Linked DNA regions of Sus scrofa: region 1 is linked to region 2. The links are chromatin contacts, called in public HiChIP or PLAC-seq maps. All regions are on one chromosome and are shown on one strand. The core of a region is the stretch at or near the end of the contact, and the rest is flanking DNA. Distances in the headings are between cores, read along the strand shown.

Region 1 (2,700 bases), core at 140-2,639, 650 kb after region 2:
AGACAAGCTCACAGTTGTCCCTGGATCTGGATCTGGGATATGTAAGCCGAGGGAGGAGAGGTGGAGAAAAGAGAAGAAAGACACAGAGGGAAGCCAGAAACCAAGGAAACAGCCCAACATGCTGTGGGGAACAAGAGAGGGAGGCCGCGGTGAAGCCAGGGGTTATCACCTGGGAACCCAGAGGCAGGAAGAGGCCAAGGCCAAGGGACATCTCCTGGCCCTCTGCTCAGTTAGGTGACCACTGAGCAGACCCTTCCCCAGCCCAGCTGCTGTAGCCGTTAACAGAACATGCGTTTCCTTCTGTGGGATGGTCCCACCCTTCCTCCCAGCCACCACCACCTGCTGAGCTGCAGCCACATCCCTCTTGTGGCTTTCCCCGTTGGGATGGCCATGGACCTTGACCTGGATATGGCCATGGGTGGGGATGGGAGGGCCTGATAGGAGAGCAGAGCCGGTTGGGGGATGGCACAGAGATCCACATGTCCACTTTCCCGCACATCTGGTATCCGTTCCAAGCCCGTACCACACACACACACACAATTCCAAATCACCGCCAGGTGTAGTCACAGGGACCCACACGCTCTCTACCCAGAATCAGAAATATACATACACGTTGTTGCCCCCAGAGAGAAAAAAGATCAGGCCTCAAACACACAGCAGGTCACCCACAGAAAGACAGACGTTGCTGTTCACAGATGCTGGCCACACAGGAAGGGCTTCACGCAGGTACCCAAGCTTGTTTTTCACACCCACTCGCTGGGGCACGTGTGAGCTCACGCTCTTCTTGGCACACAGCCTTGGTACACAGCATGTGACACCGGGCCCTGTGACCTGCCTGTTCTGTATATATCCTTCTTTGATAGGAGGGCAAACAGCCAGGCTGTCTGGAGGCTGGTCCTTGGGTCTAACTGCCCGACTTGAGCTCTGGGGAGGCAAGGCCAGCTCCATGGAGGGGTGGGATCAGCCTTGCACTGGAGCAGAAGCTCTGGGGCAGGTCTCCTGGGGTCATGAGGCTCAAGGTGAGTGAAATGTAAAGATACAGGAGCGAGAGAGAGTTTGTTTTGTTTTGTTTTGTTTCCTTCGAAAGACTCCATTCTGTTCTGCTCGCTTGTCTTGGGTCGTCTAGTAGCTGGCAGTGAAAGGGTTAACAGCATCAGCTGCTGCCCCCTCACCTCCGAGTTGGGCCTGGAAAACCTGAGCCCTGGGGGTTGCCCCGGGGAGTCAGGCTCACTACCTTCCTGCTGCCTTTCCCCTGTTCCCAGGATAAAACTCCCCCTGTGAGTGAGATGGAAACCTAACTAAGATGAAATTTGTCAGGCTTCTCAGATGCCCCTTCGTTGCTGTCACCCTCGTCAGCAGCTGCCACCAGATCCATGGTCATCCTTGCCTCTGCCTGAGGCCTGCCCCCTGCACACACACCACCCCCCCAGGGGGGGTGCGGATGGAACGTGCTATGTTCTCGTTCCCATGGGCCAAGGCGCCTTCGCCTCACTGGCTCTCAGCCTCCCGTCCTTCCTACTTGGGAAGATATTTCAGGAACCAAGTAAGATTTAAGCACACCCAGATCCTGGCCCAACAGCTGGCACCCGGGGGGTTCAGGCCCTATTCCCTTTCTTCCCCTCATCCCTGCCCCTCCGGGGGTCCCCTCTCCCATCTTGGGGTCCAGGTCAGCTGGAGAGCAATATTTGCATAGACATGAGACCTCACCCTGGGGAAATTCCCCCTGGTGACCAGGCTTCCTTTCTGAGGTCAGGCCACATCATCAGACACGGCTCCTTCCTCTCCAGCCCCCCGCCCCCCAGCCTCCTACTGGCATTGGCCCTTCTCATCTACCCGGTGTAGATCCAGGCGCACAGATTTAGTCCCCTCCTTGGGTCCTCGCCCCGACCAAGAGGGTGTGAGGGCAGAGGGTGGGCTGGGGATCTGGAACTAAAACAGAAGGGAACAGAGGAAAGGGCCAGAGGTGTTCTGGAAGCCTAGTACTGTTAGCTTGACAACTGCCTTTGTGACCCGAGGCACACACCCCCGCCCCATGGGGGTAGGGGGTGCAGCTTGATTTCTCCTTCTGTCCAGCCAGGGGGGGTTGGTCTGGATACTCTCTAGGTTTTGTTTCCAGAGTTGATAGGCTAAGAAGCCACTTCCTTTAGCAGCACAGTCTTGCAACATGTGTCCTTGGATCTTCTTCCTTTGCCAAGGATCTTGTAACAGAATGCCCTGTGTCTGTTTCCTCCGAAAGCACAATTTTACAAAATGTGTCCCGGAATTCCATTTTTTCAGACGTTGACAGAATGACACGTACCTCATTCCCCTTGCAGTGACTTGGTTTGGGTTTTCATTTTTCCCTTCACACATCAGCTGATATCCTGTGACCGAGTGCTGCCTGCTGAGATCTGTCGTCTGCATGGTCTCTGGCCCTGGTACTGAGAAGGCACCTTCCCTGGTACAAATAGGAAAATATGTGAGGTCCCCGTAACCACCTGCATCAGGATCAACTCTTAGCAAAGAACTTGGAGAGCAGTGGTCCCACCTTTCAATCACCTGGGGAGCTTTGAAAGTACCGATCCCAGGCCACATCCCCCTGAGATTTTGTGGTTATTATTCCGGGAAGGGCCTGGGCATTTGTGTTTTTACAAAGCTCTCCAGGTGATTCTAATGTGCAGCTTGGATTGAGAACCACTGATCTAAGGCCCCTGCCCAAGA
Region 2 (2,700 bases), core at 180-2,679:
TGTGCTGTAGGCCGGCAGCTTCCATTTGACTCCTAGCCTGCGAACTTCATATGCTGCAAGCACGGCCCTAGAAAGAAAAAAAATAAAAAACAAAGAATAAACAAAACACATACAGACCAGTGAGATTTTATACGTTCAAATTTATTGCAATTAGATGAATGCTTGGGGAAAAAACCACTATGAAGAATTAATTCATCATTATTTCCCACATTCAGTTTTCTTTTTTTTTGTTTTTTTTTTGTGGGGTTTTTTTTTCTTTTTGCCATTTCTTGGGCTGCTCCCGCAGCATATGCAAGTTCCCAGGCTAGGGGTCTAATCTGATCTGTAGCCACCGGCCTATTCCAGAGCCACAGCAACACGGGATCCAAGCCGCATCTGTAACCTCCACCACAGCTCACGGCAACACCAGATCCTTAACCCGCTGATCAAGTCCAGGGATGGAACCCGCAACCTCATGGTTCCTAGTCGGATTTGTTAACCACTGAGCCACGATGGGAACTCCCAATTTTCTTTAAATATAAGAACCTCAAAGGTAAATCAACTATAATAAAAATTTTTAAAAAGAACCACAAAGGTACCTATTTCCAAGATGCATCTTATCGTAATTTTCCTAATATATTCAACTCAATTAAGAGTGTTCCAGTTTTAATATTAAAACACGATCTTATTTTTAGCAATATTGTATTCAAGAGTGATAAATACAGCTTTGATACATAAGGACACATACTTCCACATTTTTCTTTTGACCAAATGAAAAAAATTTTTCAGAAATTTTTACTGCCTTTAGAAAAAATAAAATTCTAAATATGCTTAGATTATAACAGGACCAAAAATATGAAAATAAAATAGGCAAAAGGTTAACAAATGAGATGTTTTTACTCAACAAAATAATCCCTACCACCTCCAAATTATCATGACTTAAAGTTTCTATCTTTGAGTGTTAAGAAAGGCACATAGCACACACTAAATTCTCAACTTCTGTCACTGCTTCTGTTTTTTTTTTTTTTTTTAGGGCCGTACCTACAGCATATGAAGTTCCCAGGCTAGGGGTCGAATCGGAGCTATGGCTGCCAGCCGCAGCCTACATAACAGCCACAGCAACACGGGATCTGAGCTGCAACTGCCACCTACACCACAGCCCACAGCAACACTAAATCCTTAACCCACTGAGGGAGCCAGGGATCGAACCTGAAACCTCATGGATACTAGTCGGGCTTGTTACCGCTGAGCCACGACAGGAACTCCTGTCAGTTATTCTTAAAAAAAAAAAAAACTTTCAAAAAAAAATTTTGGCATGCGATAACCCAACTTTTCATTTGCACCAAAATCATCCCGACCTTAAACATGAAGGCAAACATGTTTAAGAGGTTTGTGTAACTAACCACGGTACAAAGGAAAAATGAGAACTTTTATTTTCATTTCCTTAAAGGATGCCCAAAGTGGATTGAGTTTGGCTGACCAACTCTTGCACAAGCACTCTGGGCAGCTGTTTCTCCTCATCTAGTGCACAACTGCATTATTCTTGAATACCTGTCCCTTTTACTATTTACGTCACCCAAACCTAACAACATCAACCTAACTGCATCTTTTGATACTGCCAATAAGTCTCATATACATCTCTAAATATTTTACCAAATACTACTTCTCACATCCAGTCTTCTCATATAAAGTGATGAAAATCCTCCGTTACATACCAAAGGGAAGAAAGAGTAAATATATAGACATCTAGAACATCTCCCTTCCCTTTGAGATCATCTAGTTAATGCAAAAGAACAACAGTTTGATTTCACCATTATCATCAATACTTTATTTGAATAGCCACAAAGCCAAGAAAATTAAACCTATTTAAATGCTAAATTGATCTTAACCTCATTTGTGAATTTTTCTTTACCTGTTACAATCCTAAAGCTTGTCAGAGAAATCTGTATTTCCAAGTTACCAAACATTACTTTTCATTATTAGTTTAAGTTTGATATAATTAAGTATTTTGCAAAACTAGGTTCTCAATCAGTATTTTGAAATGTTCCAGAAAGACGGTACTTTATTTCCAGGGTACTGGCAAACGGTCTTGCTCCCAAGGCTGATATTCATACTACAATCAATACGTGATTCCATTCAAGTGGAAAGCCCAGCTTCTTTTTTTTCCCTACCTTTTTAGGGCTATGCCTGTGGCCTATGCAAGTTCCAGGGCTAGGGGGAGAACCAGACCTGCAGCTGCCACAGCATAGACAGCAGCTGCAGCAACACCAGCTCCTTTAATCCACCCTAACAGGCAGGGATCAAACCCATGCCTCCACAGCTATCTGACCGCTGTAATCATATTCTTAACCCACCGCACCACACTGGAAACTCCTAGAGACCATTTCTTATGCAACCTTCTAGCCCCAAAACTTGAGAGTGCGTGCCACATAACAGGAATAAAAAGCTTGGTTTCAACGCATTCTCAACGAAAATGGCGGTTAGAATTTTATACAAGCAAAAACAGATTTATTATCATCCATCAGGTCAAACTGTCAGGTTTTCCAGAATTCAGAACGTTCAGAATTCTGTAACAGTTACAACATCTTTTCTTCAACAACTAAGAAAAGGCCAGGGAGTTCCCATTGTGGCTCACAGGGTTACAAACCTGACTAGTTTCCATGAGGACATGAGTTTGATCTATGGTCTCAATCAGTGGGTTCAGGATCCAGCATCACCATG

The links. HiChIP or PLAC-seq counts read pairs in DNA pulled down with a chosen protein or histone mark.
Region 1: an H3K27ac HiChIP or PLAC-seq map of alveolar macrophages shows a contact between it and region 2, with 5 times the contacts expected there. The contact joins two enhancer-like sites.

Annotation. Positions count from the first base shown.
Region 1 is chr16:71,919,217-71,921,916 of Sscrofa11.1, forward strand. No RefSeq gene overlaps it. Among named protein-coding and RNA genes, the nearest start is that of TNIP1, 27 kb to the right of the region's middle. Within about 2 kb of position 1,390, at least 19 of the 83 cell types and tissues checked have an H3K27ac peak or open chromatin away from gene starts, as enhancers often do. A contact at or near this core is called in alveolar macrophages, where this site is marked.
Region 2 is chr16:71,266,917-71,269,616 of Sscrofa11.1, forward strand. The region is part of intron 1 of G3BP1 (G3BP stress granule assembly factor 1); the gene reads right to left. Among named protein-coding and RNA genes, the nearest start is that of G3BP1, 7.8 kb to the right of the region's middle. Within about 2 kb of position 1,430, at least 1 of the 83 cell types and tissues checked has an H3K27ac peak or open chromatin away from gene starts, as enhancers often do. A contact at or near this core is called in alveolar macrophages, where this site is marked.